Linked DNA regions of Macaca mulatta: region 2 is linked to region 1. The links are chromatin contacts, called in public Hi-C maps. All regions are on one chromosome and are shown on one strand. Each heading gives the region's core, a stretch centred on a gene start, on an enhancer-like site or on the middle of the called end of the contact. The rest is flanking DNA. Distances are from core to core; before and after follow the strand shown. Region 1 holds the start of LOC106993593. Region 2 holds the start of LOC106993594 (chromosome 15 C9orf106 homolog).

Evidence for each region. Hi-C and Micro-C count contacts between places; a contact is called where the count stands out from the background.
Region 2: a Hi-C map of liver shows a contact between it and region 1, with 2.3 times the contacts expected there. The contact joins the promoter of LOC106993594 here to the promoter of LOC106993593 in region 1. A contact is called at or near these places in 2 of 14 Hi-C or Micro-C datasets (blood and liver).

Annotation. Positions count from the first base shown.
Region 1 is chr15:18,134,771-18,140,796 of T2T-MMU8v2.0, forward strand. It overlaps LOC106993593, which reads right to left and starts at 2,769. Exons shown (of 3, transcript XM_077967900.1): 1 at 1,796-2,769. The coding sequence starts at 2,754. The coding sequence ends at 2,005. All of the region lies in intron 6 of LOC114672715 (a long non-coding RNA gene), which reads left to right. LOC106993592 reads right to left here and starts at 755. Exons shown (of 2, transcript XM_077967905.1): 1 at 381-755; 2 at 152-379. The coding sequence starts at 755. The coding sequence ends at 152.
Region 2 is chr15:18,311,595-18,317,620 of T2T-MMU8v2.0, forward strand. It overlaps LOC106993594 (chromosome 15 C9orf106 homolog), which reads right to left and starts at 3,580. Exons shown (of 4, transcript XM_015116646.3): 1 at 3,201-3,580; 2 at 3,072-3,199; 3 at 2,941-3,069; 4 at 2,650-2,938. The coding sequence starts at 3,442. The coding sequence ends at 2,766. LOC144335069 (a long non-coding RNA gene) reads right to left here and starts at 4,252. Exons shown (of 5, transcript XR_013405509.1): 1 at 4,212-4,252. LOC144335056 (a long non-coding RNA gene) reads left to right here and starts at 5,396. Exons shown (of 11, transcript XR_013405495.1): 1 at 5,396-5,582; 2 at 5,702-5,822.

The DNA of each region.
Region 1 (6,026 bases), core at 1,519-4,018:
GGAACCCGGACCAAATACCCCACCCCCAAGGCTCGGCACTAAGTGTCCCAGGGGCCTGATTTGCAGGAAGGGCAGCAGGATGCTCACTTGGGGGCGGAACACTCACCTGAGGGAGGAACTGTACCTGCTCAGACTTGGGTTACCCACAAACTCAGCCCAGCAGGAGTCTGCTGGCCGCACTAACAATGTCCACTGTGACACTGCTGAGATTCTGCAAGGTGCTTTCAGTGTTAGCCCATTTTACAGAGAAGAAAGTTGAGGCTCCAGACAGACATGAGCTTAAGCCTCTGGCCCAGTTCAAGTTACCAACCATTCCAGAGGCCAGGGCCTGGGGCTGGGTATGTGGCACCCTAAAGCCCAGGTGAGGGTGACCTGAGGGTGGAAGTCTGGGCCTGGAGAGGCAATAGAGGGAGTGAGGATGGCTCCTGCCAGAAACAGGGGAGGGGTGTTTGAGACCTTGAAGGAGGTGGGACTGTGACAGTGGTGACTGTGGGAGGGGTCCGGGTCCAAGCAATAACTGGGAGAGACTTGGTGCAGGGCCCTGAGCTGAAAGGGAGGAAAATGGAGATGGATTGGTCCCTGCCCTCAATGGGGGGTAAATGCCAAGGCTGGGGGCAGGAGCCCAGAGGAGGGCACCAGGCCAGCCCAGACATGAGCTCTGTGGTGTGCGTGTGTTTACTGTGTGGCCAGAGGACGTGAGGAGTGTGTCGAATGGTCTGTGTGATGTTGTGGTGGGGGGATAAGTGTATCAGCATATGGAGTGTGAGTGTGTGTCTGTGCGTGCATGCATGCACGCTAGAGCATGCACTTTTGTGCCTGTGATCTGTGTCATGCAGTGTGTCCGTGCCTGTGTGGGATGTGGTCCCTGTGATGTGGAGAGTGTATGCTGGTGTGTGTGTGTGTTGTGGGGTGGTGCTAACTGGGACACTCTCCAGGGGAAGAGCCTAGCTCGGATGGAGGTGGAGGAGTTAACCAGGAAAACGGGAGAGGAACCAGCACGTGCAAAGGCCTGGAGGCATGAAGAGGGAGCCTGCAGCACTGGAGGACTTGAAAGTGGTCCAGTGAGGCTGGGGACAGGGAGCGAGAGGCAGGGCCTGGGAGGGATAGGGCAGGCCTTCCTCCACCAGTTTGAGTTCCATTAGCTTGAGGGTGTGTACAGCCAAGAGGGATGGAGGGGCTGAGAGGAGGCCAAGCCACCACTGACCAGGTGGAGGGGTGGGGGGTGAGCCTGGACCGGGCAGGTGCTGGGTGGAGGTGGGGGAGTGAGAGCCAGAGCTTTCAACCAAGCCTCTGGGAGGCTGCAGGGCCTGGGATCCCAGACCCGAGCCTGATCCCTGCTCAGCTCAAGAGCTGTTGCCGGAAGGTTCTTAGTTTCCCCTCAGTAAACTGGGGCTCAGGAGATTTCTGGAGCACTTGCTCTGTATAACTGGGCAAGGGCTGGGCAGGCATTTCCAGCATGAACACGTCTTCCCAGGCCCACTGGCTGGAGGGCACCGAGGGGTGAGGGTGACCTGAGGGTGAAGTCTGGGCCTGGAGAGGCCATAGAGGGAGTGAGGACAGCTCCTGCCAGAAACAGGGGAGGGGTGTTTGAGACCTTGAAGGGTGGGACCGTGACGGTGGTGACCGTGGAAGGGGTCCGGGTTCGGGTCCCACGGGGGGTCAGAGGAAAGGAGCTGGAAGCAGGAGCCAGAATTTGAACCCAGGTGGTCTGACTCCAAGAGGGCCCTCTCACCTGACTTCAACAGTGACCTTAGTGGCTTCAACAGTGACCCCAGTAGTGACAATAGTGACTCACCTGCCCCATGGGCTTGAAACTGCGATGGTTGTGCTCTCCTTTGACCCTGTATCCTGGGGGACTCCACACGGTCATTATATTGTTACTGCGCCTTTTTAGAGATGAGAAAACTGTGGCCAGAAGCAGAGTGGCCTGACCAGGGCTCCAGCCCCCCAGTCCTGCCACAGATGATGTGGGGCGGTTTTCTCAGCACAGGCTGGAAAGCTTTCTTAGGTAACACGTGGAAGGCAGCGTGTGACCCGGCAGAAAGGAACTGTAATTCCGGGTGGCTGTACGACCTTGGACAGTCCTTTTCCCATCTCTGGGCCTCGATTTACCCAACTGTACAATTCGCCCCGTGAGTCTAGGAAGATTCGCTGAGCGTCTGCCAACTGGCAGATGAGGAAACCGAAGTTCAGAGAGTTGAAAGCACAGAGTTGCCTCAGGTCAGGCGGCCGGCACAAGGTGGCGCCGGCTTCGAAGCCGGATTCCGAGGGCGAGCCCTGCCCTCGGCCCCCAGCGGTGTTGTCCTGCCCCCAGGGGGCAGCGGCGCGGGGCCGTTCCAGGCCCTGCCAGCCTGACGTCAGGCCCGGCCGGCGGGGCCTCGCTCTGCACAAACAGACGCCGCAGGCCAGCGTCGGGGCCGGGGGCGGCGATGACTCAGGGCCCCGAGACGGGCCGGGAAGCGGAAAGTTGTGTGCAGATGACATCAGCCGGCCGCGAGGGCGGGAGGGGGCCGGCTCCGGGAAACGGCGGCCTGGCGGGCGGCCCGGCCAGGGATAGGGCGCGGAGGGGCGGCCGCGGGGCGGGGGCGGGAACACCGGGACGGGGCGCTCGGAACCACGAAAAATGTCCCCCCCTCCCGCCCGCCCCGGACCCAGGCCCCGGAGCCCGGCCCCGCTTTTCGCCGGCGAGGAGCCGGCTCCACCCGCCTGCAAAGACGCCGCGCTCCCCCGCGCTCCGGAGGCAGCCGCATCCATCCTGCTGCGTGCCTGCATTTTAATTACCGCCGCATTAATATTCATGAGCCAGGACTCGAGGGGGACCGCGGGCTGTCATTTCCCTCGCCCGCCCTCCCCCCACCGCACCCCTCTTCCTGGGCTGAGTCTTGGGCTTTTTTCTTCCCGTTCCCAACCCCGCTCGCACCAACCGTTGGTGCTCAGCAGATTTCGGGGAGCGGGGTGGTGTGTGAGCATGAGTGTGAGCGAGTGTGAGTGGGGAGGGCGCAGGGTGGGGGCCGAGTGTGAGTCTGTGCCTACGTCTGTGTGCCTGTGCCTACGTGCCTATGCGTGCCTGTGTGACTGTCGGCAGTCCCAGGGCCGTGTGTGCACGTCTCTGATGTGTCTGTGGGGCTTGGAGAGGGGCCAAAGCCTGTCCAAGTTAGCAGGGCCTGACTGTACAAATGGGGAAACTAAGGCCTGGAGAGAGGCTGTGCCTTGTCCAAAGCCACCCCATAGGTCAGCAGCACAGGGGAGCGGGAGACCAGGGTCCTGCGTTTGGCAGGCTCTGCTCCCGGCTCTCCCGTGCTGTTGTTTGTAACAATGGCAGACAGGATGTGCTGAGCGGGCACCTCTTATGTGTCCTTCCCAGCAAACCTGTGCAGCACGTGGTCCTATCCGTGCCCCGTGCAGATGGGGAAACTGAGGCAACTGGTCCAGCCAATGAGGGGTGAACTGGAGCCCAGAAGTGTCTGAATCCTAAGTCCCTGGGTTTAACAGCCCCACTGTGGTGCCTCCAGGGGAATTGTGGAGTGTCCTCACTGGGGTGATCTGGGGGTACCTGGAAGCTCCTGGGTGCCCGGGCATCAGCGGGGATGTTTCCCCAGAACAGCCCACCTTCTGTTTCCCTCCCAAGTGAGTCATCGGATAGGGCTGCCTTCTTGTGGCTTTCCCAGTCCCCCTCCGTCCCCTCCCCATCCCTGAAGCCTCCCAGGGGCCACCCTGCACACCACACCTTGCTCCCTGGGCCTGAGGTCAGGCAATCATTCATTCATTCATCCAACAAATCCTTCAGTGCCAGTCACTGTGCTAGGCACTGGGGATTCTCTGCTTCCCACTCTGGTCATCTCTACCTGGCCTAGGCGCCTCCAGGCCCACAAGGGGGCTGTTCACCTCTGTGTGTGAATGCTCACTAGGGGTGGGGGACTAGGGGCACCTGTGCACAAAAGACAGCTCTCACCCAGCCTTGCCGCAGAGGTCTGGGGTGCCCACATTCGGTGGCCAGAAAGGGGCTGCGATCATCTTAGGGTTGACGGGGCGGTGGCCACACTAGGCAGCCTGAATCTTTGCTTCTCTCTCCTGCAACTTGTCCTCCTCTGGCCGCCAATCTAAATAACCCCAGAGGCTGGTCAGCCTGCCTTGCCCTGGGTTGAGCCAAGGCCATCCTCCCTCTCACGTCCAGCCGAGAATAGGCGGACTGTTCCCTCGTCTCTGCCCACACAGGGCTGGGCTGGAAGTCGTGTCCCAGCCATGTCCCCTGAGCCTTTTCTCCCCTCCCTTTGGGAGCTCCACAGGAACACAGAGAAGAGGACAGGGGTGCAGCCAGAGGACTTGGGAGAGGAAGCAATAATTTATTTACCTTCACCGGTTAAATAGGAGTTTGCCTAGGAGAGGCGGCCCAAGGACGGGGGACTAGCTCAGAGGCGCGCCCACCTGCAGCCCCCATTCTATAACAGGAACCAGAGCAGGCCAAAGGCAAGAGACCTGGGGAGACTGGGAGGACGGATTTTCTCCTAAAGGGCCTGAGGCAGTACAGCCTAGTGGTCCGGTCCGCACCCCTGGGTGGGTCCATCCTGGGTGAGAATCCCCCTCCCTCCTCACTGTGAGGGCCTCTATTTCCTGATCTGCAAAACTGGGAAAATAACTTTTTTTTTTTTCAGGTTTATATTCAGATCAAGAGACACTGCCCATACAGCACCTAGCACGGTGGCTGGGGCTCTTTCATAGGGTGATCTGTCCTCAAGGACATAGGGAGGCCTCTGGAATCACTGTCCCCATTTGGCCCAGAATGGGATTTAAGGATCAGTCTGTGTCCCACAGTCTAACCCATGGGGAGGAGTTTGGTAGGGACAGACTGCTGGGAGGAGGGGGAACAGCCTGAAACTGTCATGGGTCAGGCAAGGCTCAGGCTCTAGGTAAGAGAGGGATCTCAGAGGCCCCACGGCCCTGCCTGCTGGGCTCCGTGTAGACCTGCCAGATGGCCCATCACCCAAACAGCCAGAGCCGCAGTGAGAGGGGCAGCCTGGCCCGCCAGCTCCTGGCTCCCTTCTGCTGCCTGTGTCTCTTTGCCTCCTGGCTCCCCTCTGTCTTTTGAAAATGTCCTCCCTTCTTTTGTTAGAATAGTCATACCTGTACATGGCAAACACACACACACACACACACACACACACAAACACGAAACCTTTTTTTTTTTTTTAAAGGAAGCACTGTAAAAGTTCATGCAATACATCCTGACGCTGTCATTCCAGGTTTCGTGTACATTTCCAGGATATTTTTCTGCCTACAGAGCTGTCTTTGTAAAACTTCCATAGGATGACATCCACCTCTGCTCAAAGGCCTTCAATGGCTCCCCGTTTTCATAAAGCAAGGTAGCTTCCTCCAGACTTCGCAGCCTGGCCCAGGTTTGGCAACACCATTCTCCTTCCTCTCCCCATTACCCTCCCTGACGCTGGGCTGCGGGGCCTTCCTCAGAGCGTGGCCTCCTCTCCTGCCACCATGCCTTTGGCTTTGCTGTGCAGACCTCTGGGAATGGCCTGGTGCCTTCCACTGAGATTTCTCAAGACCAGCCTTTGCTGTCCCCCAGCCTCCGTGCCTCCTCCCCCAGATCTCTCCCCTCCCCATTCCTTAACACCAAAACCCACCTCTCTCTCTTCCGGTGCCCTCAGGACTGATGGGCGTCTCTAGGGTGCTGCTTTTCACATCTAACTCTCAGGAGCGCCTCATCCAATCTTGTGTCCCCACTCAGCTATGAGCATCTCAAAGGCTGGGGTCCTGGCATCTTTATTTTTGTTGCCACCTAACTTGATGCCCTGCACATAGTAGGCACTTTAAAATGTTATATTTAAAAAAATTAAAGTTGCCCTTCCTTCCCTCCTTCCTTCCTTCATTTTTTTTTTTTCAGAGTCTTATTCTGTTGCCCAGGCTGTATGGAGTGCAGGGGCGCAATCATGGTTCACTGCAGCCTTGACCACCCTAGACTCAGGTGATCCTCCCACCTCAGCCTCCTGAGTAGCTGGGACTACACGTGCGCTCCA
Region 2 (6,026 bases), core at 2,330-4,829, 180 kb after region 1:
GTGTCTCCCCCACCAAGCTGAGCCTGGCCGAAGACCAGGACTCCATCCTGCTCACTAGAGTACCCGGGGCTCAGGCCCACAGCTGGGCTACTGACTTTTCTCACTGTGGGAACTTCAGCCGGGCCTCTCAGCTCTCTGTGCCTCATCTTCCTCATCTGGGAAGTGCAGTCTCATCTAGTTGCACCTCATGGGGTAGAGGTGAGGATGACCTGGGCAGTGAAGAGGCTGGCATGTCGCAGAGCACAGACCTGTCCACAAGTGGGGCCTTGCTGTCTGACACTCCCCATGCAACGCTGGACACAAGGAAGGTTCTGGTACTGCCTGGAGTTCAGGCAGATAGTTTTCCAAAACATTTCTTTTTCTTTTCTTTTTTTTTTTTTTGAGATGGAGTTTCCCTCTTGTTGCCCAGGCTGGAGTACAATGGCGCAATCTTGGCCCACCACAACCTCTGCCTCCTGGGTTCAAGTCATTCTCCTGCCTCAGCCTCCCGAGCAGCTGGGATTACAGGCATGCGCCACTACGCCCAGCTAATTTTGTATTTTTAGTAGAGACATGGTTTCTCCATGTTGGTCAGGCTGGTCTCAAAGCCTCAACCTCAGGTGATCCACCTGCCTCGGCCTCCCAAAGTGCTAGGATTACAGGCGTGAGCCACCGCGCCTGGCAACAACTTTTCTTAAAGTTTAGGGATAAAGATGGTGTGTTATTGGTGGGAGATGTGAGAGTTTGTTTTTGTTTTTTGTTTTTAAGGGAAAGCTTCACGTTTCTCTTCTTTTTCCCGTTCCCCAGCAGACTAACACCAACCAGGCTCCTGCTGCCGGGCCAAGCGTTGTACTGAGCCACATAGTGAGGAACAGGAATTCAGGATATTTGGAAACCAACTTCCAAAGGGTCCAGGTTAAGGAGAGAGAGATGACCTCCTGGGACCCCACCCTCCTGCCTGAGCCTGGAACCCTAGAAGCCAGACCCAGCTACAGACACGTGCCCACGCCAGCCCCACACACGGTGCCCTCTGAATCCGGGCATGCTCATGGTCTTTTGAGGAGACAGGTTGATTGTGTTAGGGACGTTGCACCTACAAAATCCATCAGCCTGTACATGGTCGGACATTTGCTTAGGACAAACAAAACAGAGCAAACTCTAAAATCCACGTGCAGGGCCTCTCTGGCAGTGAATGACGGTAGTATTGGTCTTTTGGCCAGACATCAAGCAAGACACTTGCCATGCAGGAGGTCAACGTGTCCCCATTTCACAAGTGAGGAATTCAAGGTTCAGAGAGGTCAAACGAGACTCCCAAGGCCACTCAGTGGCAGGGCCACGCTCCAACCCTGAGAGTCTCTGATGACAACCCCAGTCTCACCAGGACACCTGCTTAAACCCCCCTGAACCAGGGGTCCCCCAGGAGATAAGCAACAGGTATCAAATGCACATATGAATACCCAGGCCAGTCATCACATGGGAAGGTTATATGTACTGAGAAAACTCAGAGTGGGAATCAAAGTGACAAACATGGAAAATTGGAATCGGGTCATGCAAAACCGAGTGACTCTAGAAGAATGCCTTCCCTGAGACTGAGCTAACTCTGGCCAACTTTTGCCTGATTCCTAGATAAGGAAGGAAAAGGTTGGGGGGCAGACAGCAGTTCAGAGGCCTCACTGGCTTTAGTATAAGGCCTGAGAATGGGCAGAGGGAGGAAAGACTCGGGCTCTGAGGCTCTCTTGGGCTGGGGAGTCTCTTAAGCAGCTGTGTGAGGTGGGAGCCAGAAGTGGACTCTTGAGACAGACAAATCTGATGTTTCTTCCAAGCAAGCCATGTGACCTCTCTGACCCTCAGTCTCTTCATCTGAAATGTGTCCAGCAAAGCTTTATTGACTGGCTGCTCCATGCAGGGCTGATGCTGGGTGCCAGGGACTCAGCCATGAATGGGAGAGACCAGATTGGAGCCCTCACCAAGCTCACTCCTAACAGGGGGAGATAGCGAATTTGGAGATGAGCAGATTCTGACAGTTGTAAGGAAATAACACAGGGATTAAATAATTCCTTTCTTGGGTGGGGTTCAGGGTGGGCATCCGAGTCAAGGCTGAGTCTAGCATGGACCCCGGGGTGAGCGCTCAGTCGGCGGAAGCTGCTTCTGCAGCTGCAGAAGTTCTATTAACATCACCTGTGTAAAACGGGGCTGCCTTGGGGGCCAGTCTCATCACGGTGTCACGCTCAGAAAAACACCAGTCTGACATCCCCAAATCACTGAAAAGCAGTTTAAATCTTCCCGAAATCTTTCAAAGAGACACCAAAGGGGAATTCCTTTGCGTACCACACACAAAAGACATTTTCCAGCCTCTCTGCTGGGAGGTCTCATGGTAGCTGCCTCGGGAATATCTCCCTTCCCACTCCCTCCTTTTTATCCTTATCAGAGAGGTGGGAGCGCTGGGCCTGGTCCCAGGAGACAGGGGACTGGCCTGGATCCAGCCTCTGTCCTCCCTAGCTGTGGGGTCCTGGGTGCGTTGCTTAACTACTCTGTGCCTCAGTTTCCTCATCTGCAAATCACAGATAGCAATCGCACCGCCTGCAGGGGGCTCTTGTGGGAATTCTAGGAAATAATCCCCATGAAATACATGAGAGAGGCAGGCACACAGCTAGACGATTGACGTGTGAGCTACTAACACGATCTCTCTCTGCCCCCCTCACCCACCTCTCCTTTGCACCCACCTCAGTCAGGAGTTCTGGGCGGCGCCTCCTATAGGTCAGTGTGGGTTTTCTAGGTCCCACCGCTCAGCGGCAGCTCGACCCACTGTCCCAGACAGCACAGGCAAAAGGCCAGGGCTGGCCAGGCAGAACTGGGAACTATCTTAGGAGGGGACAACAGGGCCTGGGACCATGCTTATCCCTGCCCCCTCTAAGGTTGCATCCTCTCTTAGGTGGCACACATAAAGGGCAGTGTCCCTGGGCATCAGTGCTCTGAGGGCAGAACCAAGCGAATGCCCTCTTAGGGCCTGTCGATGTGCTGGGGAAACGTGGCTCCCCACCCATGAAGCTGCTGCTTGCTCCAAGCCTGGGTGCCCTGGCCAAGGTGGCCACAGAGCAGAGGATTCAGATGTCTCACTTCCTGAGGGGCTCCAGGCCGGGCCCTGGCAACACAGCTGTGAACAGCCATGTGGTTCCTGCCCTTGTGGAGCTCACAGCCCTGTCTGCAAAGCAGGCAATCGGCCTGAGCATGGGGTGCGAAACCCAGAGTGGGCAGAAGAGGATGGGCTGGGCAACAGAGAGGGCTTCCCAGGGAAAGAGGCACTGAAGGGAAGGGTTTGCGTAGGAAGAAAAGGGGTTCCAGGCAGAGGCCACAGCCTGGGCAAGGGCCTGGAAGAGAAAAGTGGTGGGTTCGAGGGGCTGCAGGTGTCCTCACCCACCTCCCCCAACAGATGCGGTTTATTGCTCAAGGCCACATACGCCATCTCACGTGGTCCCCACTGCCACCTGGAGAGGTCAGAGGGCAGGAACTCTTATTCCCAGTTCACACTGGGACAATTCCCAGCTGGACTAGAACCCCGATTTCCTGACTCCTGGCTCAGGTGAAAGAGCCAACATAAGGCTGGGCCCACAGCAGCCCTGGCATTTGACCAGCAGTCAGGTGGACCCAATTTTCATCACTTCCCTTTAACAGATGAAGAAATTGAGGCTTAGGGAGGGCACAACACCCCTCAACTGCCACAGTTTTTGTCTCTCTCGGGGCCCCAGGACAAGCCTGAGGTGCAGAAAAGCCCTCCCTGGGTGGGGCAAGAAACAGAGCTGGGAACAGGGGTGACTTGGGGTGAAGGAAGGAGGGGAGCGAGGATGGGTTTTGGAAATCCACACCGGGCGGGGAAAGGCGAAGGAATGTGGGTGAGACGGGGTGCGCCGGTCCCGGAGGGGCCCAGGGCCTCAGGCAGCCCCCTCCCTCCCTGCCTCCCAGGTAAGACCCTAGCTTCGCGGAAGAAAACATCCCTCAGGTGGGCGGGGAGGAGGGCCACCGCCTCCTGGCCACCCAATCAGAGACATTCCCAGTCTGATGGCGGAGGCCGCCAGGGCCAAGGGCTCGCAGGGCCTTCCCCGGGGAGCCCCCGAGACCTGCCCCGGACTCGGAGGCCCACCGCCCACCGCCCGCCCCCAGCCTCATTAGCACCGACACCCGTCGTCCTCCCCTCGGTTTCCGATGGCTCCAGAATTTAAAGGTTAAATCCTAACCTCGTCTCAGCAGTTTCTCCCGGCTTTGCCTACCCAGCGCCAGTTGCTGGTAATTATATGCATCTCCGAGCAGCCAATCAGCTGTCAGACTGACAGATACTGATCTTTTCGTTTTATTTTTAGCTCTGTGCTTCCCCCTCTAGTTGCAAAAAAAAATTCTGTTTGTTCTGTGCGCTGCTGCCTCGCTTCCAGCCCTGCAGCCGGCTCTCATCTCCGCCAGCCAGGCGGGAGCAGGCAGCCGCCGGGGCTGGAGCCTGCGGTCCCCGCCCGAAAGCGGGGAACAGAACGTGCCCGCCGCCCCCGAGCTGCGGACCGCCCTGCCCAGAGCAGCCCCCAGGGAAGGGAGGAGGCCGGGGCGCTGCGGGCACCTTGGATGCAAACACCAGAGGGGCTGTGCTCGGTCTTGGGGGCCACGCATGGGAGGAAGCAAGCCCGTACCTGCGGGCTGGGGGCTGAGAGAGAAAGACACACAGAGACAGCGAGAGACAGAGAGACGTGCACAGGCAGAGACAAGCTAGACTGAGGGCGGAGGGGGAAAAGACAAGCACGTTCCCCCCTGGAAGCATTCGTCCCCCATCCCCAGGAACAGAAGAGGGCAGGAGCGGCCTCAGCCCCGCCCTGGAGTGGGGCTCAGAGGGGAGTTTCCAGCCCCAGGCCCCCCAGGGCTCAGGCCGGGAACCTGGGCCGCCCCTCCCAGGCCTGGTGCCTCATCTGCCACTGAAGGCCGAGTGAAGTGCTCTTCAGGATCATTTGCGAGTTGTTCTGGAAGGTTCTGTGGGCCTTCCTGGAGGCTGGCAGGTGTAGGGGCCTGGCGGGAGGGAGGCCCCTAGTCCTACAGCTTCTCTGGAGGGAGAGGCAGCGACTGAGGGCCAGGAAAGCTCTTAGGTCCCAGTGAGTCTCGCAGACAGTGGAGGGGTCTGATCCAGGGGGGCCGGCGCTGAAGAGCTATGGGAGTGATTGTGAAGTTTCCTTCCATCCTCGCAGCTCTCTAGTTTGCAAATTGTTCGCTTTGCCCCAGTGGCCTCTGCTTCTGCCCCATAGTTAGCTCCAGAATGGAGTGAAATAGGGGTCTGGGAGGCCTGATGAGGCTCACCTGTTTTCTGATGGACCCTGGGGCTGGCGTGGGGGGAGTGTCACCTAATGGTTCCGGCGTCGAGGCACAACTCACCTGGTTCAAGCCCCAGAGCTGCTGTTTACCAGATCTGCGACCCTGAGTGAATGACTTGAGCCCTCTTGGCCCCACTGTCCCCACTGGGAAGGTGGGCCCCCACCCCACCGCGCACCCCACAGGGTGGCTCGAGGCCAGAAGTCACTCTGTCTGGGCGCTGCTCCCGGCCCCGGCATCCACAGGCCCGGCACACTTGTGAGCAGGTATTATTAGCTTCTCCGTTTTGCGGATGGGGAAACTGAGGTTCATGTGACTTGTAATTGGCAGAACTGGGACTAGAAACACCCCCCCACTTTTGGCTTCCTTTTCTCTGACACCACAGATGGCGCGCTGAGAAAAAAAGAGAAGAGCGGGAGAAGGGAATTAGGAGCCTGAGAGAGATGGAGGGAGGCAGAAGCGCCGTGATCAATTACTTGGGCTATAAATTTCTGCTGTTTTGCAAAGTGAGCACACAACCTCCGAGAGGCAGAGCTCCCTGGGCAGGCTCTGGAGAAACCAAACAGAGCCAAGCCCCGCAGCAGGTGCTTTTGACGGTGGGAACCGGGGAGGGAGATGGGTCGAGCCCAAGGGTGGGTGGGACAAGCTGGGGGTACAGCAGAGGGGGCCAGGGGAGGGCCAGGGGAGAGGAAGGAAACCCGAGTGTCAGT